Regions from separate parts of the Mus musculus genome. Here all the other regions are linked to region 1. A link is a contact called in public Hi-C data. All regions are on one chromosome and are shown on one strand. Each heading gives the region's core, a stretch centred on a gene start, on an enhancer-like site or on the middle of the called end of the contact. The rest is flanking DNA. Distances are from core to core; before and after follow the strand shown.

Region 1 (7,849 bases), core at 2,343-4,842:
AGGGATCCATGTAAGGAAAATAATGGAGGAGAAAAATACTATGAGGTGGGCCCCAGAGCAGCAGAACTACAGACGGGGGCAGGTAGGATGGATGGAGGGAGGGTGGGAGACAGCCACGTAGGGCTACAAGCCCAAACCAAGGAAGATAGATGTATGGAACAGTGGGCCAGGGAAGAGAACACATAGCCAGGATGGTGCCTCTGGGAACCTTTGGAAGAGCTGGTGTGTGTGTGTGTGTGTGTGCTGCATGGGTGCTGGGAACCATATTCACACAGAGAGAAAAGCGGGACTGGGGTTGTTAGTGAGTTTGAGGACAAAGTGGAGGTCCTGTGGCTGTGTAATGGTTAGAGGGGTGTTACAGTGGGAGGGTGCTGACTACACCCCTGGGTGTGTCACCCAAGTGAGAAATAGACCTAGCCCTTGGGAGAGGAGCTATTGCCTGCCCAAAAGGAGTTGGCAAGGTCTGATGGTCTATGAATGCAGAAAGCAGTGGACTGGCTCACCGGATGGTACAGCATTTCAAATGCCGGCCCCAGGAATAGCCAGGCGTTGTCTGAATAGCTGAAGGGAAGAGAAGCTTGACTCTGATGTGGCCCACCAGGTATCAGTAGAGAGGCAGGTGGCATCAAGGGTGGAAAATTCTGGCTTGCATCATGGTGTTTGCCAGACTCTAGGATTCTGTCCCCTCCCCAGTTCTAATCACAACCCCACTCCTAACACCACCAGACAGAACCACACTATAGTAACCGGTCCTTCCTACCCCCAGGAGAAGCTGACACTTGCTTCAAGTAGAGGAAGCCAGTTAGGATCACCGGCCCTCACCACTCCATGAACTGTCCCTGTGTGTGAACAGGCATGGACATCACATTCCCCTGGAGCCACCCAAAGGGGCACCTCTGGGAATTGGAGGCACCTCACAGCACCCCATCAATGTCATAATAAGAGAATACGTCTGAGCTGGGCGTGGTGGCGCACGCCTTTAATCCCAGCACTTGGGAGGCAGAGGCAGGCAGATTTCTGAGTTCGAGGCCAGCCTGGTCTACACAGTGAGTTCCAGGACACCCAGGGCTATACAGAGAAACTCTGTCTCAAAAAACAAAAAAAAAAACAAAAAAAGAGAATACGTCTGTCCCCAAGGGGCCCAAGAGTCATTCAAAGGCACAGGGATGCTCAGCTTCCCCAGGACACCATCACCAGGCCTTGGTGAAGGTGACAGTCACTGCCCTGCTTCTGCTGTGGATAAGCCTGGGTCTGAGCTCTTCATCTGCCACCTTCCCCACTGTGTGGCCCCATCCATCACCAAGTGCCCCAGCCGCGCTTCCCATTCAGAAAAGGACACTTGGAAAAATAACTTTGCATGTCGTGTATATAGAGCAATTGACCCACGTGTTAGTAATTAGAACAATTGTGAGCATTGCTCTCCACCCCAGGGACAACCCAGTGGTCCCAAAGCTCAGACCAATTAGCGGGCTGTAACACAGAGACTTCCAGGCAGGGCCTGTTGGATACATGTGATCTAGGAGGTAACGCTGACATCCACTGCAGACTATGCTGTGGTATGGTGCTCAGCAAACCTCAGAGAACCCAATATGTTCAAGCTAAAAGTCAGAGCTTAAAACCTTACCATGCACCGAGCGTGGCGGCTCACGCCTTTAATCCCAGCACTCAGGAGTTCGAGGCCAGCCTGACTTGGCTGGATATAGTGGCAGTCAAGGATGAACCCTCAATGCTTGGTGTGGGTAAAGGGCCTATCACAGTCATTTAGGGGGATCAGAAGCCCAGGAGCTGAAGGTCCAGCATATGGAGGGTCCTGAAGCTGTTTATATACAGCTCTGTTTTTTATGTCCAGGAGCTCTGTTTATGTACAAAACATGGTTTGAATCTAGACTCAAGGTACTTCAAAGTAGGTTTGTACCCAGTACAACTGTCTAGGGGGACTGAGACCAGGGCCTTTCTGGTTGGGTTGGCTTGGGAGCAGGGTCTGGCCCATGCAAGCCCATGGATTTCCTAAGGATCTGGGGAGTCCAGGAGATGGAGAGCCCAGGATATAAAGGGTCTAGGAGCTAAAGAGGCACAAGAGCTGGAAGTCCAGGAGCTCTTAGGCAGATAGGTTAGCTTTAAGGGTAGCGAGATATAGACTTCAAATGCATACAGGAGGCACCCTAGATGAGGCTACAAGTGTAGAGAGACTGGCTGGGGCTTGGCTAGACTAGACTTCAGTTCAGTGGATAATTCTTGGGAAACTTCTAAACAAAACGAAACCTAATTCTATCTGCATTTGTGACTGCTTTAAAAAAATCTGTGTATATTAGCACTCTGAAGAAAAGACACCCTGTTTATGTACAAAATAGGGTTTGAGTCAGACTCAAGGTACTTCAAAGCAGGTTTGTACCCAACGCCACTGTCTAGTGGCACTGAGACCAGGGCCTTCCTGGTTGGGTTGTGGGTGAGGAGTATGGCCCATGTAAACCCTTGGATTTCCTAAGCTTGCCCACAGTTCCAGGCTCAGGATTGGAAGCCCCTTAAAGAGCTCCCCCGCCCCCCCCCAAGCAGGCCACATGACTCACCAGTACCCTCTGCTTGCAGGCTCCATGCAAGTGATGAACAAGACAAGGCGTATCATGGAGCAGGGCGGGGCGCACTTCATCAATGCCTTCGTGACTACACCAATGTGCTGTCCGTCTCGCTCCTCCATTCTCACCGGCAAGTACGTCCACAACCACAACACCTACACCAACAATGAGAATTGTTCCTCGCCCTCCTGGCAGGCCCAGCACGAGAGCCGCACCTTCGCCGTGTATCTCAACAGCACAGGCTACCGGACAGGTGAGGACCAGAGTAGGGCACTGTTGGGGCCTGCTCAAGGGACAGACAGGTGGCCTCTTGTGCCCTCAGCTTCCCTGGGTGCGACGTCCACACTGCACTGGTCCCCAAGATAACTCTGGGTTATGCCCAGAAAAGGTTTCACTTCCCAGTGAGGTTTCCAGTTTATTTCTATGCACACATAGTAGATGTGTCTGAAGAAGGTTCAGAAAACCACCTTTTCAAAGAAACTAGAGTTTTAAAAAAATGGAGAGTCCAGGGAGATTGTGAATTCTCTGACAGGGAGGTCACGAGATATTCCTTGCATGCATGAGTTTGAGGTTTCTGTGTTTAAAACTGATTTATTGACTGAGACCATCTGCATGAGAGAAGGTTCCAGAATGTTGAGGTTGGAATTAGAGAACGGACAGACATGGGGGACTCACCAGTTTATTGTGGGAGTAACCAAGATGACGAAGGGGTTGCCATGGTGAGAGAGACCTTTGACTGTGCTGTTATTTGTGTCAGGATGTCCTTGTTGCCTACTTGAGGGAGACACTGTGGCGAGTTCGAAAGGCCGCCCGCTAGGCTGGCACCTAAGGTCAAGCTGTAATCCCAGCCCAGCCACCTCGCCCTTGCCAAATCCTCCAGACTCAACTCATTGAACTTGCTTGAGTTTGAAAGAAAAAAAACAAGAATTCCCCACCTTGGCGAGCAGCCTGGGGCTGTTGTGAAACCAGATGATATGGCTCAGGCTCAGATGTCGCAAGCCCGTGACGCTACATTGTTTTGAGTGGGAGTGAGGAAGGGCCGGGCACCTCCTGTAGCTGATCTGCAGCCATCATCCATCAGGGCTGGGCAGGCTTTCAGATGCCCAGTGGGAGTGGGTGGGACTGTGTACTCCCTACATGCTCCTCCCACCACAGGATCATCCCCAGAACAGGTTCAGCTATAAAAACCAGCTCCCCTACATGGGCAGGTCATCATGGGAGTGGAGGTGCAGACCCCGATGGCTTGGGGTCCCCACAGAAAGCGCGTGTTAGAGGTCTCGTAGGCCAGTGCTTCAGATGGTTGGGAAGCCTGGAACGCTGTTGGGGTGGGGATAGGCAGGGACATAGCAAGGCGGCGGCTCCTATTGGAGGGTGCAGCTGCCATTCAGGGCTAGAAACTCCATCTTTAAAAACTGAATACTGTGGGCCAAAGATGTATCTATGGGCCGGTATGGCTCAAGCACCCTGAACAGCTCTGGCTGGAATGTTTATATGAAAACAGATGAATAGGGGCTGGAGAGATGGCTCAGTGGTTAAGAGCACCGTCTGCTCTTCCAGAGGTCCTGAGTTCAATTCCCAGCAACCACATGGTGGCTCACAACCACCTGTAATAGGATCTGATGCCCTCTTCTGGTGTGTCTGAAGACAGCGACAGTGTATGCACATACATAAAATAATAAATCCTTCAAAAAAAAAAAAGAAATTGTTTAAAAAAAAAAAAAAAAAGAAAACAGATGAATAGTGAGGCCCCCAAAGTGTTCATCAGGCCTGTCACCTGGAAAGCAGAAAGACCACTCCTCCCACAAAGACTCCTGGGAGAAACATGAAATGGAAAGTTTGTGTGGCATAATCAAAACAGAAAACAGAGGCCACGGGAACGCAGAGACATGGGGACAGTCCGTCAAACAAAAGGGGAAATTACTAATCCCAAAAACACTATGGGATTTATGATGGAGCGAAAGCCCATATCAGAGTCACATGGGAAACAGAAAGAAAGGAATGACCATCAAAGTAGACAGTCACCAAACCAGGTGCGCCATCCAGCTGCTGGGGAGGCTGATGCAGGAAGGTCATAATTCAGGGTTACTGGGGCTAAGCAGTGACACTGCATCTCAAAATGAAACATCCAACGTGGACTGAGGATGTAGCTCAGTGATGATACTTGTATGGCGTATGTTCATTTTTTACGGTACAAGCCCCAGGGACAAATCAGTACTCCAGCCTGGTTGTCGGTCAAACCCTATATCCATTTGAGCATCTAAGGAAGGTAACTGAGCTGAGTTTAAGTCTGGCAGAGGGAATGGGGGTACCTGCTGCTTATGGCTCTCATCTAAATTCATTGCTGTCTTGGTGGCCTTGATCCAAGAGCAGGTCTACAGATCAGGTTCTCGTTTCTCCTTACTTCCCATCGGTGAGAAACAAGATATGTGAGTGTGAGCACTCGTGGCTGCAAAAGAGCCTGGGATATGTAGTCTTTACGCTGGGTAGGTCTTTGTACCACTGAAAACAGATCCTGAAGGGGGAGACCCTCAGTCACAGCCACAGCTCTTAACTGTTCGTGTTTGTGACGCCCTTGAATCCAGAAGGTCAGCTGAGCTTAAAGGACAGATGCCAAAATTCACAGTGCAGGGGGATGTTAACAGAGCCGGTTTAAAAAAATGAAGCTACAGCTGGGCTTAGTAGTACAAGCCTGTAATCCCAGTTCCCAGGATGGAGTCCAGAGGGTCAGGAGTTCAAGGTCAACCTCTGCTATATATTTAGTTTGAGGATAGCCAGAAAGGGAGGAAGAAAGGGAGGGGTGGAGGGAGATGGGGTAGGAGAGAAAAGAAAAGAAAGCTACCTGGCCTGATACTGCATCCCTGCATTTCCCAACACTAAGGGATTCAAAAACAAAAATGGAACAAAAATCGGGATGGGAGAGATTGCACAGCAGGTGAGAGCACTGGCTTTTCTTCTAGGGACTGAGGTTCAGTTCCCTGCACCCACGTGTCGGCTGACAACCACCTGTAACTCCAGTTCTGGGGCATCTAACACCTTCTTCTGACCTCCTCAAGCCCCATGCACACGGATGGTACACATTCACACATGTGAGCAGAGCACTCATATATGTTACGTGATTAATTCATATTCATGGGAGAAGAAAATACAAAACACATTTTGAAAATAACTTACTTTCTGAGACAGAGCCTGCGTAGTCTTCCCCCAAGTCGTTGAGTGTCTAGGGCTGGTCTGGATCTTTTGATCCATCTGCCTCCACCTCCCAAATGCTGAGGTGACAGGGGTGAGTCCCCATGCCTGGTTTATCTGCTGCTGGAACCCAGGGCTTTCTGCATGCCCCAGGGCACTTTAGCAACTGTGTCCCAGCTGCAGCTGCAGCCCCAGCCCTAGATGTAACAAAGCTTTGGCTCTAACTGCAATGGGTTGACGTTTGAAGTGCATAAACTGTGCAGTCCCTGTTGAGAAGAGTGTAATTTGTGCCACAATCATCAGATTGGTGTAACATGATGTCCCTTCCCATTGGCGTCCTCCTTTTACAGGGATCTGAGGATGGCAGGGGGTGCAGGAGGTGTCTTTCCAAAGACTCCCTCTGGCCCTGTTGACAGTCAAGTCTCCACTGGGTTGTGTGTGTTACCTTGCAATCCTGTGTGACAGACATGCTTCACTGAGCCCAGACACCGACTTACTCTCTGTCCCGGGCCCGTGTCTTCTGATGCCACTTCAGTTACCTTGCATCCCGCCTCTCTTAAAAGATGACTATTCAGTCATCTCACACTGCGACTGCACAGCCCGTGTCTGCGAGGGACACACAAGAGCAAAAGCCAGAGGTGCTGGGTTTCAGTCGAATAAATACCCATTGGTTAGTGGAAGTTTCTGGATATGGCTCCCGTCCAATCCGAGACTGGTGTGTCTCCCTGCCCCCTCAACCCAGGTGAGCCACCAGCAGCCCTAGCTGCGCTGACAGAGAGAGCGCATGCGTGTTCCCAGCGCCCGATTCCCTGACAAGACACAGTGGGCTGTGGGGGAGTTGGAGTGCCAGTCTGATTTCCAAACACTCCTCCCTGGGGGGGTAAAGAGCCTTTTCCAGCACTTTCTACCAATTAGATGCCAGCTAAGGCCTTCTCTCTCCACCACCAGAGTCCAACCCCACGTGGTTACGTGCCTGCCAGGCTTCCGTAGAGATGGTAGTGCCCCTTCTGCACGCCGCCTACATGTTCTGGAATGTTCCTGGGGAGCTGAGAACAGGCCTTTCGTTAGAAGTTCAGGCTCTGCCAGGACTCCCCTGGGGGTGCTGTTTTTAGACTGTACCATGCACCCCACTTTCTTTCCGTTCCTCTCACATAGCTGGGAAAGGACACTGGCTGATGACTTAGATTCTGGTCATTCACTGCCTGTGGCCACCACACGGTAGCCTTGGTGTCCTGATACCTGCAGAGGCCCTCACATGGCCAGGCCTGGCACTGGGCACCCTGACAGTCGCTGCTACTGAAGGAAGGCATTGTGTGCATGTGTGTGTGCATATGACTTGTTTTGCGTCATGAGGATGCCTCCCGTATTACCTTCCCCCAGTGACCACCCCTCTCTCCTACCTCCTGTCCTGCCATGAGCCCCTTTAGACCATGTCCAGCTGCCCACCGACATCTCTCTTAGGGTCCCCATGTGTCAAACCTACCATGTCCAGTATGACCTCTTCATTTTGTCACCCCCTTCCTAGGGCTGTGCACAGGCTCCCCCATGGCACTTCCAACTTTCCATTCACTCAGGCCAAGCCCGTGAAACCGTGTTTGACATGTTTCCCTTCCTATCACAAGCAGTCCATCAACAGACCCCATCATTCTTCCTGAAGTATCCGCTGAGTCCCTCCATTGTCTTCCTGTCGGCCCGCTCCCCCACAGCACCCCCCTCCGCCAACCAGCCGCTCTGTTCCCACCCTAATCCTCAAGGTCCGCCCTTCCCCATCCCCCACCCCCACAGCAAACATTGCCATCCCATCAGAACCCCTGCTGCTCTTCAGCATATGCCCCACCCACTAGGGATGGAGACCCGCCCTCAAAGCTGACACAGGGTCCCCAGGAGCTGTCCCACTTGTCCAGCTTCTCTTGGCCTCCTCTGTCCCTGTTAGCTGTCCCTGCTAGCCACTCCACCCACAGGGATTCCTTCCTGTTGCTCCAACAGTGGGCCTGGCACACGCCTCCGGGCCTTGGCTCCTCCCTTCCTCTAAAGCAGCGATTCTCAACCTGTGGGTCGTGACCCCTCTGGGAGGGGACACCTAAGACCAT
Region 2 (6,850 bases), core at 901-3,400, 420 kb before region 1:
CTATCCTGACAGACAGAAAGCCAAACCCCAGACTCAAACATGTGCTGAACTGTGGGAGAGAACCAACCAACAGCAAAAGAGAGGTGTCCAAGGTCACGGGCTGCGTGGTGGATTTGGAACAGGTGTAGGGCTAGGCTAGAGCAACCATGACTGTGTCTCACACAAAGGGATAGAGACCCTCACTCCACGACACCAGTGATGGTTTCTAATTTCACCTCCAGAGTCGATGGAGGGGCCCCGGGGCCAAAAGGTTGGGGGCTTTTTCTGCCCTTTTCTTTCTCCTAGATAAGATTTCATCCAGAGAAAAATGTGTGTAGGCACAAGTGTGTGTGTATAAGTGTGTGTGTATGGGTGTGTGTGTGCAAGTGTATGTGTCTGTCTGTGCGTGTCTGTGCATGTGTGCATGTGTGTATGTGCTAGTGGGCAGGAATGTGTATGTATGTGCATGTATGTGCACATGTCTGTGTTTGCATGTGCATGTGTGTATAGAGTTGATAGATAAATTTAAATTCAAGATCCTCAGTTAAATTTGAATTTCAGATAAATAACAAATTGATTTATTCTAGTATAACTCTGTCCCAAGCAATATTTGGTACATATTTACATTTTTTTTTTTTTTTGTTGATCTGAAATTCATTTTTTCTTTTCTAATTCCAGGAAGCTTTGGTTTATGTATGTTTAAGGAGAAAAAAGGATTTGAAAATGAATCTGTTACCATATGGTATACTCCTTCAGGCCTTAACTGTATGAAGCCCTGCTTCCCCAAACTGAACCCTGCAAACAAGATTCTAGACCATTCTTCTGTCCCCATGAACAAAACACACTCCATCTCATGGGGCTACAGCCAGTTGTGTTCACAAGGGAAGAAGGGTTGGGCTGCTGTCACTTGGTCATGTGGCTTCCTCTTGCTTCCTGCTGTTGGAAGGCCAAATGTGGTGACAGCAACATTTGTTCCAATGGTTCCCTGGGGAGGAGGGGCAGATCTAGCCTGAGAGCACCAGTGCACTTGTGTGATTGTATGTGTGCGCGAGTGTGTGCACGTGTGTGTGAGTGTGCATGTGTGTATGTATGAAGGCCTGCATATCACCCTTGAGGGACCTGGGAGTCTGCAGAATGCCTTTTGGCTATGTTTTCCCATAATCCCAGCAAGCCCCTTGGGCATCATGCTCTCAGATAAGATGGTTAACTCTAATTGTCAGCTTGTCAATACAACTTGAATACCCTGGAGAAAGTCTCAGCGGGGGGTATTGTCTATATTGGGTTGGCCTATGGAAGAATATTTTAATTAAGCTAATTAATGTGTGAAGACCGAGCCTACAGTGGGTGGTGCCATTCCCTAGGCATGGGTCCTGAACTGCAGATGAATGGAGAATTCGAGCTGAGCTCAAGCAAGCTAGCATGTACGCATTCATTCTCTCTCCTCTCGATTGGGACTGTGATGTGACCAGTTGGAAGTTCTTTACTTGGCTTTCCCACAATGGTGGCCTGTAGCCTGGAATTTTAAGTTGAAATAAGCCTCTCTCTCCCTTAATTTGCTCTTTATTAGGGAGAGAGACAGAGAGAGAGAGAGAGAGAGAGAGAGAGAGAGAGAGAGAGAGAGTGTTTTAATCACAGGAACAGAAATGAAACCAGAGCACCAGGCACCTGGGGACTGGTGGCCCCATTTGGAGTCTCAGTGTCTGATGGAGACATGAGAGTCCTCAGAGCTCAGCTGTGCTCAGCTTAGGAAGTCACTTTCCTTGGGTCTGGTGGCGGTGTTGATGCTCAGCAGTCTCTAGGACCATTTCATCTCCAGCCCCTGCTGCTTCTGATGACACCATCTAGACAGCCTTTCTCTTCTCAGGTCCTGCATGCTCTGTGACATGCTTTTCGCACTGTGACTGTCTGTGGCTGGACAATGAGCCTCTCGCGCTCCTCAGGCTGTCCCAAGCCCCTCCTACCCCCCCACGGTGCATGTTTGCTCACAGGAACCTTTCTTTTGACACACACAAGCTGCTCTCTTTCTTCCGTACTCTTCTCAGTAGCTGTGCACCGAGAGAGGCTCGCTGATAGCTTTTCTCCGAGTTTTCTCATCTGAGTGGTTTTGGCCTGACCACTTTCTGGCTGAGCTTGAGGCAGATGCGATTTTATGAGGCTGTAAAAGTCAAGCTTTGAATGTGTTTCTATCAAATTGCTGTGGGAAGGAGACGCATTAAAGGCAAGGAAAATAATGAGGGCGGTCTGTGAGGAGTCAGGACGCTTGAAGCCCAGGGTTGCCAAGTTGGGGCGCAGGTATCTCTCACGGCTAGCTTCAGTTGCTGCAGCCACCCTTGGGCGTGTAGTGGGGGGGGTGTGGTGGGAGGCGCCTGTGTGGGGGTGGTTATCCACAGGCGAGACAGCAGGATTCCAGGATCCTCTGTACAGCACAGCCTTGCAGCCAATGCTGCCGGAGCCTTCGTTTAAACCCAAGCTGTCTTGTTGGTGGGACACAATTACATTAGGGGAAAAAATTGTTTATATGTCTTGAGATATTAAGATTATGAAAACAGCTACATAAACCCCTGTTAAGTTAGAAGAAAGTTAATTGTGTTTTGTGTTGCCTCCTGGGCCAGTGTACTGGTACGGATTTATTTCAACAAAACATAGCTAATCTTGAGGCCCCCAAACACATTTTCTCCCTTAATTACAAATAATTGTACAGAATGATTTACACCAGAGTGCCGTGCCCAGAAAAGCGTGCTTGGGAATAAAGGATAAGCATGGGAGGAGCGGAAGCAACAGACAGGCCTACTGGTCAACCCCAGGGCTGAGGCGTTTAGCATCCTGAGCCGAGACGGTGAGGGGCCACTGCCACCTCAGAATGGAGGATCTTAGCCCAGCCTTCTCACTTGTACACATGAGAGATGAGGCCCAGCACATGGTGGCACAGACAGGCATGTGGCACTGAGTGGGTACATCTTAATCGCGTTCTCACGCGACCGGCCAGGAAAGACGCAACAAACCAAAATCTTCTGCGGCAAAACTTTATTGCTTACATCTTCAGGAGCAGGAGTGCAAAAACCCCAACCCCAAAAGCGAAAACCCCTTCTATAATATCTTTAGGAGCCAGAGCTCCGGCGCGCCAAAGCGCAGAGCGTGCTCTATTGTTTACATCTTTAGGCAGCGAGCGAGCGCAGGGCGCGCAGAGCCAGAGAGATGCCAGCGAGAGAGAATGGCGGAAACCCGTCCCCTTTTTTAGGAGCGTTATATTTCGCCTAGGACGCATCACTCCCTGATTGGCTGCAGCCCATGGCCGAGCTGACGGTCACGGGAAAGGTAGAGTACAAGTAGTCATAAAATACCCTTGGCACATGCGCAGATTATTTGTTTACCACTTAGAACACAGGATGTCAGCGCCATCTTGTGACGGCGAATGTGGGGGCGGCTCCCAACATCTCCCCCTTTCCTTTTAATAAGAGCAAATAGGCCACCCATATTAATGAGAGTGGAGATAGAGGTCAAATCCCCAGTGTGTAGGTAAAGGAGCCATGTACAGGATTAGCTCTTAGGCTCACAGGCTTTTACCCAGAGCAACCCTGACCTGCTCCCGTGTCGTTTTGCCTGGAGAGAAGGACACTTGGACACTCAACCTTCTTGAAAGATGACATGTCTCCCTAGAATAGGCTCATATATGCCGCAGAGCCTTTCTACTGCAGTGCTTAGCCGTGCAACTCTCTCGGGCTGCTGAAGCACACTCACTCTATCCCGTGCAATGAGACTAGCCTCGTGAGATGTAAGAGCTGAGTGGCCAGCGACCTATTGCCTAAGCATAGATAACCATATATCAGGGGGAGCACCATGTTCTAGAGCTGCAAGCGCCTGGGCAATAACCACCTTGTCTCTCCTAGTTTAGGCCTTAAGCTTACAGACCAACCAAAGAAGCAACACTAATCCACAGCAAAGTGTATCTCCAAATAATATTAATCCCACCCATTCTTTAAAGAAAGAAAATGCTGAGGAGATCCAATTGGGTAATCTTTTGGTCAGGGACAGGTCCAAGCGCGTGGAGTTGACCTGAAGTCTCAATTCCCGAAGGATCTGTTCAAATTCAGCCGTCCAATTCTGTAACATATACTGAAAAAGACTTTTTGACAAATTAGCTGCCCTAGTAAATTTAACATACTGAATGGAAATAACACACAATCCCGGAAACTTTTGTTTACACCCCAGCTGAGCTATTTGCCATAATACATCTAGTTGTATCTGGACAAGATCTATGAGTTGATTAACCAGCATGAGACCTCTCTGTATCTTGACATTAGCTGAGGCCTGTTCATCTATGACTGTAGTCACTGAGGCTGACAAAGTGTTAATGGTGTTAGTCGTCTGGACCTGTCCAGACAGAGCCAAGGCTGTCTGAATCAAGGCTAAACCCAGTTCCTAGTTAGTGGTAAAAAAGCAAGGGAATACTTGAGCATTATACATCACCGTCATTGGGAGTGGAAATATCGACATTATCCCCCAACGCTGCTCTCTCTTTATTATTGATGCCCTGGACATCACCAAGACGAGGGACATCAGTATTCCTTTGGTCAGTCTGGATTTTTCGGGTGAGTCTTTCTGGTATCCAAAATGGGTTGTCTTCATTCTGTGGGAAAACACAGATAGCTCCCCTGGATCTTATCAAAATAGGATCTGGGCCATACCATTTATTATCAAGGACATTTTTCCATTTAACCATCTCATTGGGCCTATCTGGCTCTGTACAATGACGTTCAGCCGCAGTATGGCCATGAGCATCAATATTTAAAAAATTGAGTGTAAAGAGTGCCAAAGACACAGACACTCTTGGTGCTCGGGGTAAAATCTCTTCAATTCCCCTCTTCTGTTTTATAAGATAGGTTTTGAGGGTGCGATGCGCACGCTCAACAATACCCTGTCCTTGAGGGTTGTATGGAAGTCCAGTCAGGTGGGTCACGTCCATCTGACGGCAGAACTGCTGAAATTTTTGAGACGTATAAGCTGGTCCATTATCAGTCTTAAGGAGTCTGGGTTTTCCCCAAGCACTCCATGCCTCAAGACAATGTTGAATCACATGTGAGGCTTTTTCTCCGGTTAACGGAGAAGCAAACATGATGCCAGAACATGTGTCAATGGACACATGGAGATATTGAAGTTTTCCAAAGGAAGAAACATGTGTAACATCCATTTGCCAGACCTGTAGAGGTCGAATACCGCGTGGGTTAATTCTCACATGAGGAACTGGCAAGAACTCACAGCAGCTTTGACATTGAGTAACAATGTCACGGGCTTCTTTTCTTGTCAAGGAGAAACGACTGCGTAATGTTTCAGCCGTCACATGAAAATTGTTATGAAAATTTCTTGCAGCCTCTACCGGGGATGATAGGGCAGCAGCCACCACTTTAGTGGCCTTATCTGCCAAATCATTTTCCAGAGCCATGGGGCCAGGTAGGCCTGAATGGGCTCTAACATGAGTAATATAAACAGGAAATCTTCTAGATAACAAAACTAATTGTATTTGCTGAAAAATATTGGCAACTCTACTGGAAGGCTTAATCACTCTAGCCACTTCTAAAAGATTTACTGCATTAACCACATAACAGGAATCTGACACAATATTAAGGGGTTCTAAAAAGGTTTTTAAAACTTCTAAGACCACTAAACATTCTACCACTTGAGGTGAATTTTCATTATATTGTTTGGATACCACTTTACCATTAGCCACATAGGCACCTATGCCAGTTTTTGATCCATCAGTATATACCACAATTCCATTTTTAAGTGGGTTTCTTCTAAACATGTAAATATTGATTTCTCTCAAAGGAGGAAATATGCGTGACATCCATTTGTCAGACCTGTAATGGCCTGACGCCACGAGGGTTTACCCCTACGTGAGTAGATAAAATTTGACAACAATCTAAAGGCATTATTAAGTAATCAGAATCATTTCTAGTAGAACCAATCCCTCTTGCAGCTCTAGGAATACCAGAGGAAGAAAAAACAGCCATGTAGGCTTGGCAAAATTATTAGTTGAGCTATTCTGTCCCCTTGTGATATAGAAAAGACAACTTGAGGACAAGAACAGAGAACCTGAAGTTCCCCTTTACAATCCTGATCTACAACTCCAGGGTGGACAATAAGACCTTGTAGGCTGCAAGAGCCTGCCTCTGTCATTATTGTCCAGTGGCTTCACCTGCTCGGGAGAGCGCCTTTCAGGCCCTAATAGCCTTTTTATCTGATTCAGAACTACTAAGAACTGGCTCCTTGAGCTCACCTAGTGATGAGTAGAGGCTCCTTCTCCTAGAAGCCTCCGCTGATTGATCTTTTTTCTTTTCTTTTTCCTTCTCCTTTTTTCTAATCTCTCCCCAGGTATTCTTACCTGACCTAAACTTTTCCTCAGGTTCAAGACCCGTGGAAAGGCCTGTATGCTTATTTTGTGTACCATATTTTCTCTTTGCTCCTACTCTCTCTCCCCGCTTTACTTCTGATAGATTGTCCTGAACTTCATCCAGAATCCGCCCTGCCTTAACCACTTGATAACATGTGAAAAGGAACAAAAGGGCTTCTAACACTAGAGAAAGTTCAAGGCCAAACATACCTTATAAAGCTATTTTTCACTTTACTTCTGATAGACTGTCTTGAATTTCCTTAGAAAGTTCAAGGCCAGGCTTACCTCGTAAAGCTATACTTACGGGTTACCGCCGTTCCCCAGCTGAAAAGTTCTGAATTCATGCAGTTGAATCCTTCTTAACAGTCTGCTTTACGGGAACCTTTATTACCGCGACCCGCAGTTCTGGTTCTGGAATGAGGGATCTTCCCTGCGCCGGTGAAACTCCCGTCCCGAGTTTCCTCCCGGGTTTTTTCTTCCCGG
Region 3 (7,650 bases), core at 4,284-6,783, 390 kb before region 1:
CACACACTCACCACACACACACACATCACACATATGCACACACACTCATACACACCACTCACACACACCACACCATACACACTCAAACACACATATACACACACCACACATATGCACACACACATACCACATACACACACACCACATCACACACACCACACACACTCACAAACACCACACACTGCACACACACACACACACACACACACACACACACACACACACACACACCGCAAATGAAAACTGCTCTTTATGCCTAAATACCGACTTAGTCTTATTTCTTCTCCTATCCAGACTCCTAAAATAAGCATAAACCAACATCAGAGCAAGAAAGATGTGTGAGTTGGGCGGGGATGGGGGGTTGGAGGACAGTTTCAGTCTGTCAATGGCCGTTTCCTACAGGAAATGCCAGCAGCTGGAAATGAATTCAGTCTGTCACAGAGCTGGGTATGACCCAGAGGTGAGGAGCTTTGGAGCAACATTTACTCGGGAAATATTAAGGAAGGATAGAAACAACATGTGGTGCCTGAGCCCATGTTCCCCAGAGGACAGAGCCGAGGGGATGTTTACCGAGCGAGCGCTCGGAAAATGTCAGGTGAGAACGCGCGACCCAGTTTTGCGGCCGCTTCAGAGTGAGAGCTCCCGGCAGCTCCGAGGAACGGGGTTGTCACTAGGCTTCCCTGGCAGAGCCTTCAAAGGAAATCAGTCCTCTGAGTCCTGTAGAATTGTTTTTCTTGTCTGGGCGAGGAAAGCTGTATTCTGGCTCACGGTTTAAGAGGGGCAGTCCATCACTGCAGAGGGACACGGTATGACTGCAGAGGGACACGGTATGACGGTCAAGGCTGCACTCATCCCTTACCGAGCAGGGCAGAGAGAGAGTGTGTGTGAGCCTGGACTAACTGTAGCTGGAGTGTGAAGGTCTCCAGCTAGTGGCCCTGTTTGAGAAGGCTGTGGAACCTTTAAAAGGCGGAGCCTCGCTGAAGGGTGGAGCCTTGAGGCTTTTTAGTCCCACCCACTTCCTTCTCACTTCCTGCTTGCTGAGGGTAGGCATTTTTGCAGGCACAGGAGCTGTCAAGGTAGTCTGTCTGTCTCTAGAGGGACTGCATGCTGAGGGAACCTTTCTCCTGAGAGAGAGGGAGAGGGAGGAGAGGGAGGAGAGGGAGATATCATGGCCAAGGAAAATTTAAAAGGAAAACATTTAATTGGGGACTTGCTTACAGTGTCAGAGGGTGAGACTGGGATCATCACAAAGGGAAGTTTGGTAGCAGGCAGGCTTGGCATTGGAGCAGTAGCTGAGAGCTCATGCAATCTGCAAGTTGCAGGCAGAGAAAAACAGACTGGAACAGACTGGGCATGGAGTGGCTTTTGAAATCCAGCCAGGATGCAGTGTCTCCAGCAAGGCTAAAAAAATGCTTGTTTCTAATCCTTCCCAAACATTTCCACTAACTGGGAAGGAAGCTTTCCAACGGGGGCGGGGGGGGGGGGGGCATTCTCATTCAAATCACCACAGGATCAGAACCCTTAAGATCCACCTCAAGCAGCCTCCAGCTGTGCCCCAAACTCCTAAAGTTTCCATAGAGTCACAGAACACCGCCACCAACTGGGGATCAAGGATTCAAACACAGTGGGGAATGGTTTATATTCAAGTCATGACAAGTCTCCTATGGGAATTTCATTAGTAAAGGAGGGAGAGATAGCTTCCCAGCAGGGTAACTACAGGCTGTGGTCCCAGAGCTGTGCCACGGCCTAGCACCTGCCCCCCTCCTTGTCTCCCCAGATCACTCCCTCTCTCCCCTCAGCTTTAATATCCTTCTCAATTCCTCTGGGAAGAGGTGACTCGGGTGTGACTCTCACAGAGGTTGGGTTCCATCTTAGTTTCTTTTCCTATCAGGGTCACAAATACTGTGTCAAAAGCAGGTGAAAGGACAAAGAGTCTGTTCCAGTTTATGGTCCCTGAGGATGGTCCACCATGACAGAGGCTGAAGGGTGATACTGCGTTCATACTCAGGAAGCAGAGTGAAGCAAGAGGAGGGCTGGGCTATGAGCTTAAGACTTGATTCCTATTGGTCCATTGTCTCCATCAAGGCTCCACCTTTTAAAGGTTCCACAGCCTTTTAATTGGAACCATTAACCGTTGGAGGTCAGCTGTTCAAACGTGTAACCCATGCAGGGCATTGCATCACACTGGGAGTGCAGAAAGAGATCCAAGCAAATGGCTCGTGAAGTGTCTTTCTAAAGGTCGATGGGGATGTAGAGGGAAGGCTCGGCCGTGAACATGGATGCCCTCTGTGGTGATGTAGTGTACGTGCAGTAAGAATAAAGCGTCTATCCTCTTGACAGGCACCTGCCCCACCTACTAAGGAGCCCAGGAGGATGAGTAACTGAATGGATGGATAGATAGATGGATGCATGGATGAATGAGCCAATGATGGATGGATGGATGAATGGATGGTGGGTAAGTGGGTGGAAGGTTGGATACATGCATGTATGTGTGTGTGCATGTATGTATGGAGGAATGGATGGATATGTGCATGAGTGAAGAGCTGGTCTGAGTCTTGAAAGATGAACAAAGCAATTTGGACCGCACCGACCAAGTGGATCTAAATAATTCTAAAGTTCTCCTTAGCAGACCAAAGGCTGGGCCTCTGATGTCTGTCTTATGAAGTCCTAAACAGAAGTGGGTGATGTTCTGAGACTCCAGTGAAGTGGAAACTTAATGGTTCTTTGGTGAGTCAGTTGTGTTGTGTGGTGTTTTGCTGGGGCAGATATGTGAAGGAGTGTTTTCTTGAAGTGGACACAGGTGAAAGACTAAGGCAGACTCGTGAAGGAACATTTAGCTGAAGCAGACACAGGAGAGAGGATGCTCTGCTAAAACAAGCGTGTGAAAGGACATGTGATGAAGGATTCTATGCTAGCATCACATATGTATTGGTCGGCCTTACATGGAGTTGCATTTGTCGGGACTCCATTGACTCGGGCTGATTGGACGCATGTGTAAGATCTGTGCTGAGACAAGGCACGTGGAGGACACGTGATGTTTGGAGGGTGTAAATAGGACTTGACAGGGTGATGAGGAGAGAAAACTTGGCTTGCTGGTACAGCTAGCTATGCAATGCTTGTGGGTCTCACTTCTTCGCTGATCTTCACTTCTTTGAGAGAGACACAGCCGAGCTGAGAACTCCTGGTGACTTGAGCCTGGGCTGAGGAGTGCTCAAGTCATGCTCTCCATCTCTGCTAGGTCATGTCACTGCTGTTGCTAACCTGACTCTGCTGAACTGGACTGCGGGGGGAATCTGTGAAGTGTTTGCTAGTGGATGGAGCTGCCACTGCTAACTTGTGAACTGAACTGCCAATTTCCAGACAACAGAGATGAGAGTTGCTCCAAAGAACCTTTCTAAACAGGTCCACTTCCCCTGTATCCTTTCTTTTCCACTATCCCTGGTGGGTGGTGGGCTACAAGGGAGGTTAAAGCATTTAAGAACCATCACTAAAAGTAGTATTTGAAAAAATTAAAGTTATACTCCAGCATCAAGGAAGAGGCATCCCTGAGAACTCTTGACTGGTAGCAGGTCTGGTCCTTTGAGTCTCATGTTATCTGTTTCTTCCTTTATTTACCACGGCCCACAGGTTAGATGTGACTGGTCCCTTAGCTTCCTCCCTCTCTTGCCTCTCTCTACAGTGACCTCAGGCAGCAACACTCATAACAGACATTATAAGGAGGGCAGATAATTGGGAGAGGACATGAGGCCAGGCATGCTGTGCTTTCATTCATAATTTTTGTTATTATTATTGTTGTTGTTATTGTTATTATTATTAGAGACAAGGTATCACAACCCAGGTTAGATTGGAACTCAGTGTATAGCCCAGGCTGGACTTAAATGTACCATGTCTGTACCCAGCCTGGTCTTAGAACTTTTGATGCTCCTGCCTCAGCCTCCTGTGTGCTGAGGTCCTGACAGATGGTCCTGCCTCTCTTCTTCTACTGCACAGCCATTTGTTGAGCAGGTGTGGAGAAAACACTCATGTACGCCGCCTCTCCTGCTTCTGAAGCAACAAAGAACACGAAGCATACGCTGCCCAGTGCTGAGACCTCTGCGCCTTGAACAGCAAAGGGAAAATGTGTTCTGGAGAGCACTGAAGAGAGAGCAGCTGGGGCGCTTCTAAGCAGTGTGAGATGATGTGAGGTGCTCCATGTGAGATGATGTGAGGTGCTCCATGTGAGATGATGTGAGGTGCTCCATGTGAGATGATTTGAGGTGCTCCATGTGAGATGATTTGAGGTGCTCCATGTGAATTGATTTGAGATGCTCCGTGTGAGATGATTTGAGGTGCTCCGTGTGAGATGATTTGAGGTGCTCCTGAGCCAGGAGGAAGCCGCATGGATCCTCACAAGTCTCTGTCTCTTGAACTCTGGGCAGAGAGACTGTTTCAGGCTGGCTTGACTTCCCCCATCTTAGGTTTCCTGCCCTTCACAAGGCTTAGCGGGCATGGCTTCAGCCTGGGTGGTCAGCGGCTCATGCTGCTGAAGTGACTTCTGTGGTTTCTTTGTTTTAGAGGCTTCTATTTATGGCGAGTAACATTGATTTTTTTTTTCATCTGCAGAACGAGATCATCAAGTTTCCCTTAAAGTAACTGGTTTCAGATGCATTTTGATGAGGCCATGCTGTAGGCAGGATGCGGCTATTTTAAAAGGCCTGATGGAGGCTGGGCGACATTCTTCATAAACGCCAGTGACGGGTGTGTAATTCAGGCCCTGGCCCCAGCCCTGCCTCATGCAGCCTCATGCCTTGCTCAGCCTCCTGCAGCTACAGGAAGAGGGTAGCATTCTCTCTTGTCTCCCCATTGCCCTCCCGATGTGCCTTCACCCCCTAACCTGCCATCCACCTCCATATTGGTCTGGTCCCTTGGGCCCTTCCACTGTGGGAGAACTTTCCCACCCCTAAAAGAATCCTCTCTCTTCTCTCTCTCTCTCTCTCTCTCTCTCTCTCTCTCTCTCTCTCTCTCTCACACTCAGGGGCAGGCATATCAGCTACCATTGAAATGCCTGTTACTCTTGGGCCTCCTTACAGAGCCTCCTAGTTCCTATATGGGTGTCCCGAGTGGTCCCACACTTTTCCATGACAACTAGTCTGATACCTGCTTGTCAGCTTAAAAGCCCTGAGCTAACCTGATCTCTCATGTTAATTCATGCTGTGTGTGTCTGGGGGGGAGAGGGGGATATGGTGAGCACACATGCAAATATACACACAGACACATTCACATATTCTCACACATACACTGACACTAACACAGTCACATACGTGCACATAACAGTGTACACACACAGACACACACAGCCATGCACACAACATTTACACACTTACACTCATAAGCATATAAGCATGCATACTAACACACACACAGACACACACAGACACACAGATACACACACAGGGTGGGGGGGAGCAAGTAGCTGATCTGTATGAATTAGCAGGAGGAATTACATCAGCCTGGCTTTTTGCCTTGCAAGGAGATGTCAGGCTGGTGTCCATACAGAGGGGAGGCACCAGAGGTCACACAAGAGTCCCAGTGCTGGGGTGACCAAACTGGGCCAAGTGGCAGGCTCTGGATTCTTCTGCATTCCTTGAACTAACATGACTTATTTTCCTAGACCCCTACCCCAGATCCTAGATAGTATCTGATCTTCAGTCTAATGGGCCCTCTAGTCTCCCTGTTGCTTTGATGGCAGAGATGCAGGTGGTGACCCCATGTCATAGGCAGATGCTGCTGCTGCTGGTGGTGGTGATGGTCGGCGAGGCTCACTTCTAGCAGCAGCTGCAGCAGCTGATATGGCAGGACCCCTCAGGGCTGGAGGCTGCTTGCAATCCAGAGGCCAGGCATGATCTCTGAGAGTTTTAGACTCCACCGTCCTTGTCCTGTCCTGTTCCCTGGGGGGGGGGGGCGGGGTGAGAAAGGGGGCGTAGAAGGCAGCTAGATTGAGGTGTATTGGCATGTGTGGCTGCTTCGAGTCCACAAATTATAACAACAAACGGTTCCTATTTCAGACTCATGTTCACACTTTTACAGGATCAGTATTGTATACTGGCCTCTCAGCAGAGCCGCTTACACTGTGCTTAGAAGTTTTTATTTCCTCTGTTGTTCACAGTGAGGAATGGATTTGCAGCACAAGCTGTATTTGTAGCAGGAGAGTGGAGGGCACCCCTCTCTTCACTCTCCACTCTTGTTGAGTCTTTTCCTCAGTGGCCAGTTTCAGACAATTGGAGTGTTAGCAGCCAAGCACCGAATCGGAGGGAAGGTTTAATGAGCGTGTGAGCTTTAGATGAAATGTGGCTGGTCATGCGTGTTACACAAAACATGTGTTCTCTCTCTGGGATAAAGAGGCAAGCCATCACAGCTCAGAGGTTAAAAGCAAAGGCTGCTCTTCCAAGAACCGGGTTTTGGTCTCCAGCACTTACATAACTACTCACAACTGTCTGTAACCCCATTTCCAGGTGATCCAACATCCTCTTCGGGCTCCCTCAGGTAGCAGGCTCTCTGGAGGTGCACAGACATATAGGCAGGCAAATCACCCATACCCATTAAATAAAAATGATGTTTTAAGAGGTTAAGTCATTGAGCTACAAATTTAATATTTAAAAACAGGTAAATTAAGCCTGTTTTCTCTATAGAACGCAGGGTCCTTGGCAGTAAGGCCTGGCTGCCTTCAGCCTGTGGTACGATTTCTAGTGAAATATCAGCACTGCTGACTTTCTCACAAATGTGTCTGTAGGGTTCCCTGTTCTCATGGAGTGTCGGGATGCTTTGGAAACCCTGTATGTACTTACGGCGAATGACCACACCGGGACAGCTTGTCAGGAGGCAGGTCAGCATGACTTAGGGTGACTGAAGGCTTATCAAGTTGGGGGACTGAGGGTAGGAACACCCAGGATGGGCAAGGGTGATTGGCTGGGGTCTGAGGGTGTTTAGACTGCCTCGTGAGCATGGGGAAGTATTTCAGAACTCTCAGGTGTGGCCTGAACAGGTTTTGTCAGGAGAATGGAAATGGGTCCTATAAACTAATTGAGGCTACATGATATTCCTCAAGGAGAGGCGAGTGGGAGGGACAAAGTCAGAGAAGGAGAAAACCTGTTAATGAAAGGAGTCCCCCATTATGTGCCAAGCCCCCAAAGCTAGCAGTTGAATGGTGGACTTCGACCTTAATTAGCAGTTTTTCCACACGTGCCTTCCTCCCTGACTTTGTCCTGATGCCCTTTGGTGTGAGGAACACCTTGTGGGCTTCTTTCCTGGCTCCTTTAATCAGTGCCATGTTGTACAAATGGGCTCTTGGGAAGCCCAGTCCTGATATTACTTGTAGGAGCTTTTCCTATTGTGTTCATGTTCTGTGCACATGGAAGAACTGTCTCCCTAACACCCGTGTCTAGGCTTAGGCTCGTGATATCTCCTGATATCTAACATTATAGCCTGGTTACTGGCTCATATGCCCACAGTATTTCAGGTCCCCCTTCTCCTCGGCACAGCACAGTGATTCACTGGTAGTCATGTGATCTCAATCAGGCACGGGACTGAAACCACACCACCAGGCAGAGAAAGATGGTGCCAAACAGTGGGCCCCTGAAGATACGACTTCAGTTTGTCCACTTCATGCCTGAT
Region 4 (7,346 bases), core at 4,211-6,710, 480 kb before region 1:
TCCTCACAGCCACTGGAAAAGCAATCATGTCTGTTTGGCTAGGAGTACCCTCCTCCACCCTCCAGAAAGGGGGCCAGGTCTGGCTGGCTAGGTGTCTGGCAGCCTTTTCCCTTCTGGACTGTCACAGTTGTGTGCAGGGCTGGCTGCCTGTGCATCTGGAAGCCCAGGAGTCTGGCCCGAACTGTTGTGAGGTGCCCCTGATCACAGCCCTCGATTCAGTCAGCAGCTGGGACTGAGTCTGCCAGCCCGGCTTCCACTCTGAGGTCCTAGCCTCTTTCTATCTGACTAGCAGGGAGATTTTGGGGTTCCAGGATGGTTGTGGTGGCATACACCTGTCTTCCAAGTGGGCTGGGTCGGGGGGTGGGGATTTCAAAGGTAAAGCTTGTCTGAGCTGCAGGTGACTTGGGTTGCAAGCAACACAAACAGGCTGCTCTGGCAGGGGAGGAGGCAGGAGCCCTGCAGCCAGGCCACTAAGAGAGCAGACATCAGAAGTCAGCTCTGGGCCCCATCCCTCGTGATCAGCCCGGTTCCTAGTTCTGCTGGCATGTCATCAAGACAGAAAGACCTAAGTGAAAGATGACTGGACCAGAGGCCACATGTCCAGACCTGTGGAACCAGGGTGGGCTTCGGGACAGTTAGTTGGTGGCCTGTCAGGCCATCATCAGCCTCACTGTCACCTCCTCACGTGGCTTCGTCTCTGGTGGAAGGGACAGTGGTATCCCCTTCTTGAGGTTTGCAAAAGGCCCTGCAGGCTTCTCAAGCACTGTAGATTTCATTTCTAACATCAGGGGACATGGTCTACAGACGTACAGAGCCAGAGAATTTTGGGCTTTGTGTCTCTCGTGAGAGCAGCACATGGTTGGTGGCCCAGAACAACCAGGGCCGCCTCATGAGGTCTTTGAGGATCCCCCTCTCTGTTTTTCTATTCTGCCACCATTACAGTGTTTTACCCTGAGGTCACATTGTGATTGCAGAAGCACCAGGCATCACATCTTAGTTCCAGGCAGGGAGTCAGGAAGAAGAGGACAGCCTGTGAGCACAGGAGGTTTGCCACAACACCCTTATTCCTAGAGGGTTTTGTTGCGTCTCATTGTCCACCTTAACTGCCAGGGTGGTCGTGAAATGGGGGGAGTTTCAGGGATCAAGAAAGGGCTGTTGCTAGGAGTTTATCAGGAATGGTTCCTAACATTTCTGGGGACCTTGGTCCTTAGTATGACAAATCTCTGCCCTCATGCAACTTGTGTTTCCCGATAGTAGCCCATCTTAAACGATTCAGTGCTGGCTCCCCTCAGAGCAGCCTCTTCTGTTCCATTTCAGGGGGACTGCCAGACACGGGAGGAGGCCGTGGCGCTTGGTGTGGGCCTGTGCAACAACGGTTTTATGCACCATGGTAAGTGCGGGGCCTCCAGCTTTGCTTAGGGCCCTGAGAGCCAAGAGCCAGCTTTGCATACCCGGTGTCTCAGCATTGAAGGTGAATGCTTTGGTCTCCCCTGCTCCCAGGTGGCCTGGTGTCCTCCTATGCCCCACTCCCATTACCTTTCTTGGTTCCTCTCTCAGAGAAACTGAGTTCTCCCTTTGAGTCTCTGACTCCTCCCTGTGGGTGGCCACTGTGCACCCACCATGGTGCCATATTGTAGTACAGAGTGGTAAACGCAGCGGGGGGCTTGGGGCTCGGGATCTGGCATATGTGCATGTGTGGATCCTCCTTGTATATCAGACAGACACAACCCATCTTGTGTATGCTGATAAGCTGGTACTGTGGTCCAAATGCTGAGGCTTGGATACAGGTACAGACTGCAGAAGTGTGAGCTTTGTTCTAACTTAGATTTAGTGAACTTGCTCTGCAAAGGGCCAAGCAGCTGCCACAACACTGGAACAAAATGGGTGTGGCTAGGTGCCAATAAAACTTTATTTAGGAAAACTGGCCGGGGGCCATAGCATTCTGAAGGCAATTTGCCTGTCTGTGTCCATGGCTGAGCTCTCTGCTCCCTGTAGGCTTTAGCTCCCCTGTGGCTTCAATTTCTCTGTTTTCTCCAGAGATCTTGCTGCCTGGTCCCCTCTACTGCTCATTTCCTTAGCTGAAGGGACCAGGCTTGGCCACCCATGGGCCTGTCTCCTTCTCAGAAGCCGCCTGCACCCTCCAGTAGCCCTGGCCCTGCCACCCGTCCTCTGCAGGAGCCTCTCATTTGTGGGTGAGGGTAATTGTGGTCCACTCAGCCTTGTTCCCGGAAGGCAGCTATCTGGGGAGACTACACAAGGAGGGGTACTTGGGCAGCCTGATGCCCTCAGGGCCCTTGATGGGGGAAATTGCAGGCTGTACATCCCCCCATCACCACCACAAACTCAAATATCTGCTAAAATAGGAAAGGACCAAACATTGGGGAGTGGCTGTGGCAAAGGGCAGTGTCAGCACAGAGTGGAGGAGGGGACAGCACCTTCTGCCACGTCTGGGTCCCGAGTGTCTTCTGGGAGGGACTTAGCAGACAGGGAAACAGAGGAAGCTTGCCACTGCAGCCCTGGAACCATCTTTTTGTCTTCTTCTAGAAGGGAAAACCAGAGTGCAAAGGGTTAAAGTATCAGCTGGAGGGGTTTGAACTTCAGTCTGTGTGCACCTCTCAAAGCTGAGCTAGCAGCCTTGGCTGGAAGGGGGAGGTGGGGCCTCACCTGGCTGGCCAGTGACTGGAGAGTGTCCCTCTGTGTCTCCTTGGACATCATTGCTCAGAGACAGCACGGTGACTCTTCCTCCAGCTCTGGAGCCTCCTAACCCCATGTTTACAGCAGAGGCTAAATTAGCGGGATGCTCGGAGCCTGGCACGCCCTGCTCTGAGGGAAGTAGCAATTTGCGTGCCTGTTTGTTCCAGAGCGGGAGAGGGGTTGCCCACTCACACACAGGTAGTTCCCCTGCAGGAGGAAGAATGGCCCCCCATGAGCATAGTGGGGTCTGGAGGAATCTGGACTGGCTCTCTTCTTGCACGCAGGCCCTCACAGGCTAACTCTTTGCTTTGATGGACCTTCTCTCTTTCCTTCCTTCCTTTGCTTTTTCTTTCTTGGTTTTTCTGTTTCTGTTTCTGTTTTTTTGTTTTTGTTTTTTTGTTTTTTTTTGGAGAGACAGGGTTTCTTTGTGTAACCCTGGCAGTCCTGGAACTCACTCTGTAGACCAGGCTGGCCTCAAACTCAGAAATCCACCTGCCTCTGCCTCCCAAGTGCTGGGATTAAAGGCGTGTGCCACCACGCCCAGCTTCTTTTTTGTTTTTAAAGATTTCTTGTTGTGTGTGCGCGTGTGCGTGTAACATGTGGCTGGACTCACCCTTCATGTGGAGGCCAGAGGGGGACACTGGGTACCTTCCTCAGCCACTTTCCACTGTGGTTTTTGAGACAGGATCTCTATCTGAACCCAGAGCCCTCCCAACTGGGTCAATTGCTGGCCAGCAAGCTCTGAAGATGTGCTGGTCTCTGTCTCCCCAGCACTGGGGTTAGAGGCATGTGCTTCACAGGGCATTTATATCGGCACTGTGGATCCAAACGCAGGCCTTACTGCTTGTATGGCAGGCACTGAACCCACCAAGCCATGTCAGGTTTTTAAAGGAGTCAGAGAGCCAAGGCCGTTGTGTGGAGTTCACACATGTTAACACTGGCTTGCAATTCTGCTCCCTTACAATGCTCTCTCGACCAAGCCACGCTTGTCCGGGAGCTGCTTCTAGCCTGTGGCTGCCGGTTGGCCAAGGCGCCGAACCGCTGCCATCTGACCACGACTGTGTGTCTGCGGCTTGCAGTTCTGGAGAAGAGCGAATTCAAGGATGAGTCCCAGTACTTCCGCTTCCATGCTGATGAGGAGATGGAGGGGACCAGCAGCAAGAACAAACAGCTTCGCAATGACTTCAAGCTGGTGGAGAACATCCTGGCAAAGCGACTGCTGGTAGGAGGCTCACAGTAGGGCTGTTCTGCCTCTCTTCCCTGCCTCTCCTGTGGCCTGGGAGCTGGGCAGCTTCAGACAGTGGCCAGAGCAGGGCATGCAGCTCTGAGCATGAGTCTTGGGACAGAAAAGCCAAGTCACTGTGCTAGCCAGGACTATATTCCTCATGAAACGCTGGGGCTGCAGGAGTTCCTACCCTTTCATCTAGCCCACAGCCATTGCTTCACTGTGCCTCCTGAGTCACCTCCTCCAGCACTATAGATAGCTCTCAGGAGTTTGTGTCCTGCTCGCATCCAGGAGCCTTGAGTGTCTGCAGTTGGGACATTTACTAACCAGGTCAGCAAGGTTGGCATCCCAGCCCACCTAGCCTGACTTCTTAGGCTGGGCTTGTGGCGAGTTGTCCGGAAGAGGTCTGTCCATAGCCACTCTAACCTCTCTGGTCTGTGGTAATCCTGGGGACGGCAGTTCCCTCTGGTGCTCTAAAGCCCTCCAGTGTAACCCACCACACCTGGATAAGAGTCAGCGTCTGTCCTGAGCTCTTCCTGCCTCTCCAGCTTTGTCCCCTGGGTAACGCTTTCCTCACTGTCTGAGCCAGGCTAGTCTCTCTCCCTGGGGCTGCCTCTGGGCCTTCCCACCCCCTGTACCTGCTGCCTAGAGCTCTTTGCCCACCCGCTCTCTTCTTTTACTTTAGCCTGAGTACATTCCCAGTCACACTGTAGACTGTTTCCTTCAGTCAGCAGTAAAAGTGGGGCAGCTCAGGGGCCTTGTAGACTTGCCACACACACCCCCCGCCCCCGCAGGATCCTAGTTCTTGGGGAGAAGGGTGTTGTCGTCGCTCCCGTCTGGTTGCCATAAGTGCATCTTGGGCTTTCAGATCCCGCCACAGGAGGACGACTATGGCTTCGACCTTGAGGAGAAGAACAAGGCTGTGGTAGTGAAGTCTGTGCAGAGGGGCTCGCTGGCTGAGGTGAGACCCACCGGTGGCCACTCAGGTGGGGTGGTACCTGAGCTGGGGGTGACCCCGTGTCTCTGAGATGCAGGGTAGCTGGGAATGAGACTGCCTTCCTGGCACGTTCCACTAGCGCCACCTGCTGGGCTCTTGGAGACGTGCAGGGAAAGCAGATGGCTGGCTCCCTGCAGGGTTTCTTCTGTCTCCCAAACCCCAGTTTATGGCATCTCCTTCCACAGTCTTGTTCACATTCCCATGGTTACAAAGTGGCCACCACACTGACCTCTGTGCCGTCACAACACAGGCTGGCGCTGGCCATTTCTTCCCAAGGGAACTGCCACCCACCCTTGCCTCCTTGGGCTTTCATTTACAGCTCAGAGCCCAGCTTCCTGGTGCTTCTAGAACATTCCAGCTTCCTCGGTGAAGAGGGAGGAGGCCAGTGACACCTGTGCTTGTCCCTCCAGATGGCTGGCCTGCAGGCTGGGAGGAAGATTTACTCCATCAACGAGGACCTGGTGTTCCTGCGTCCCTTCTCTGAGGTGGAGACCATCCTCAACCAGTTCTTCTGCTCCCGCCGCCCGCTCCGCCTCCTGGTGGCCACCAAGGCCAAAGAGTGAGTGCGAGCCTCAGGCTGACTCAGCAGGTCTCCCTGGGCCTGGCCCTCCAGCATGGGGCTGCCACCTTTGTTAGTCTAATTTGATGTCCCAAGTGCATGACCAGCTCAGTTTTGGGAACACCGTCCCGTCAAGGTGGATACAGTTCCTACCTTCCATGGATTCTTGCGAAGTCAGGGGGCGGGGCCAGATATACACTGGGCAGGTGTGAGGCGTGTGCCGAGTTGGCAGTTATCAGCAGATACCTGAGATTAGAGAAGGAAGCCAGTGTATGCAGAGAGACAGTGGCCAGAGAGATGTCACTGGGGATGGAGCGATGGCTCTAGGAGACGACTTCTGGAGGACGAGGGTTCTAGAAAGATGAAGCACTCACTGCAAAGCCCCCGAGGTTGCACTGTTGGTGGCAGGTCGGAGGAGGCAGTGAGGGGGTAGAGCAGAGTTGGAGAGAGGAGACATGAGCAAGTCCCCATGGATGACCGCTGGAGAGGAAGGCTTCCCTGGGGCTGCAGGTGGAAGCAGGTGCCTTCTATGGCTGCCTGGCTTGCAGGGTCAGGGTGGGCCACATCTGGACAGAGGTGCGGTGGGCATACTTTTATTTTACTTATTATTTATTTATTTATGTATATGTACTCTGTCTGCATGTATACCTGCATGCCAGAAGAGGGCATTGGATCCCATTACAGATGGTTGTGAACTACTGTGTGGTTACTGGGAATTGAACGCAGGACCGCTGGAAGGGCAGTCAGTGCTCTTAACCACTGAGCCATCTCTCCAGCACAAATGTACTTATATTGGTTAATTATTTGGTTCCCTGCTTCCCAGGCACTTGAGGCAAATGTTGGCTGATCCTTTCACAGAGGTTGCCTAAGACCATTTGAAAACACAGATATTCACGTTAGGATCCCTAACAGTAGGAAAATTACAGTTAGGAAGTAGCTATGAAAATAATTTTATGGTTGGTGGGGTCACGAGAACATAAGGAACTGCATTTTTTTTTTTTTTTTTTTTTTTTTTTTGAGACAGTGTTTCTCTGTGTAGCCCTGGCTGTCCTGGAACTCACTTTGTAGACCAGGCTGGCCTCGAACTCAGAAATCCACCTGCCTCTCTCTGCCTCCCAAGTGCTGGGATTAAAGGCGTGCACCATCACGCCTGGCTTCATAAGGAACTGTATTAAAGGGCCCCCCAGCATTAGCAAGGTTGAGAACCGCTGGTTTAGACTCTGTTTCTGTAAGGACAGGAGATTCAAGGAAAAGGTGACAGGAAAGGCTTAGCTACTCGATGCCGGAGACGGAAGTCACCAGGGTTTAATCTTTGAGGACAGGCTCTCAGGGTGGCTCTGCTTGCCCGGTAGACATGGAAGGAGGGATCATGCTGTGTGCTGGGGACAGAAGCTGCCTAGCAGCTCAAAATGAATGATATCTGCCAATCCCTGCGGCTGGTACCTTCCCTTGGCACCCACAGCCCCCAAGCTGTGCCTCCCCTTGGTATCCGCCACTGTCTCAGCCCCTGTCTGCTTGGGTGACAGCCTTTGGTTCTTTGGGGACCTGGTTGACTGACCATGTTGATCATTGCTCCTCTCATGGCTGATTTCCAAGAAGCCCAGGGTGTTGGCGGGAAGGGACTCCTTGAGGACCCACACTCCTTTTTCTCATGGCCTGTCTCTGCCCCTGTGCCTGCCAGGACCATCAAAGTCCCTGACCACCCAGAGGCCCTGTCCTTCCAGATTCGAGGAACAGCCCCGCCGTGTGTCTTTGCTGTGGGCAGAGGTGAGCGGGAGTCTGGTGTGCAGAGCCTCTTGGGGCCACATCGTGGGCGTGGAGAGCCGCATGCCCAGTGCAAGCGACTATAGCTTCCCAGTGGCATCAAGGCC

Evidence for each region. Hi-C and Micro-C count contacts between places; a contact is called where the count stands out from the background.
Region 2: a Hi-C map of uterus shows a contact between it and region 1, with 2.5 times the contacts expected there. The contact joins two enhancer-like sites. A contact is called at or near these places in 4 of 484 Hi-C or Micro-C datasets (bone marrow-derived macrophages, embryonic fibroblasts, nephron progenitors and 1 more) and 8 of 115 datasets of contacts at active chromatin or transcription factors (T-cell acute lymphoblastic leukemia, acute myeloid leukemia, embryonic basal ganglia and 5 more).
Region 3: a Hi-C map of bone marrow-derived macrophages shows a contact between it and region 1, with 24 read pairs. The contact joins two enhancer-like sites. A contact is called at or near these places in 2 of 15 datasets of contacts at CTCF or cohesin (CD8 T cells and the NIH/3T3 cell line), 4 of 484 Hi-C or Micro-C datasets (the HL-1 cell line, bone marrow-derived macrophages, nephron progenitors and 1 more), 4 of 115 datasets of contacts at active chromatin or transcription factors (embryonic stem cells, large pre-B cells and stem cell-derived neural progenitor cells) and 1 of 9 other capture datasets (embryonic stem cells).
Region 4: a contact with region 1 is called in a Hi-C map of bone marrow-derived macrophages, with 22 read pairs. The contact joins two enhancer-like sites. A contact is called at or near these places in 1 of 484 Hi-C or Micro-C datasets (bone marrow-derived macrophages) and 1 of 115 datasets of contacts at active chromatin or transcription factors (trophoblast stem cells).

What each region holds. Positions count from the first base shown.
Region 1 is chr2:166,111,849-166,119,697 of GRCm38.p6, reverse strand. It overlaps Sulf2 (sulfatase 2), which reads left to right. Exons shown (of 21, transcript NM_028072.5): 3 at 2,587-2,826. Among named protein-coding and RNA genes, the nearest start is that of Gm52534, 4.4 kb to the left of the region's middle. Within about 2 kb of position 3,592, at least 49 of the 459 cell types and tissues checked have an H3K27ac peak or open chromatin away from gene starts, as enhancers often do. A contact at or near this core is called in bone marrow-derived macrophages and uterus, where this site is marked.
Region 2 is chr2:166,531,176-166,538,025 of GRCm38.p6, reverse strand. No RefSeq gene overlaps it. Among named protein-coding and RNA genes, the nearest start is that of Gm29679, 30 kb to the left of the region's middle. Within about 2 kb of position 2,150, at least 15 of the 459 cell types and tissues checked have an H3K27ac peak or open chromatin away from gene starts, as enhancers often do. A contact at or near this core is called in uterus, where this site is marked.
Region 3 is chr2:166,502,539-166,510,188 of GRCm38.p6, reverse strand. It overlaps the pseudogene Gm14267. Among named protein-coding and RNA genes, the nearest start is that of Gm30908, 35 kb to the right of the region's middle. Within about 2 kb of position 5,533, at least 5 of the 459 cell types and tissues checked have an H3K27ac peak or open chromatin away from gene starts, as enhancers often do. A contact at or near this core is called in bone marrow-derived macrophages, where this site is marked.
Region 4 is chr2:166,590,330-166,597,675 of GRCm38.p6, reverse strand. It overlaps Prex1 (phosphatidylinositol-3,4,5-trisphosphate-dependent Rac exchange factor 1), which reads left to right. Exons shown (of 40, transcript NM_177782.3): 15 at 1,318-1,390; 16 at 3,774-3,916; 17 at 4,788-4,880; 18 at 5,327-5,475; 19 at 7,157-7,242. Among named protein-coding and RNA genes, the nearest start is that of Gm29679, 29 kb to the right of the region's middle. Within about 2 kb of position 5,460, at least 18 of the 459 cell types and tissues checked have an H3K27ac peak or open chromatin away from gene starts, as enhancers often do. A contact at or near this core is called in bone marrow-derived macrophages, where this site is marked.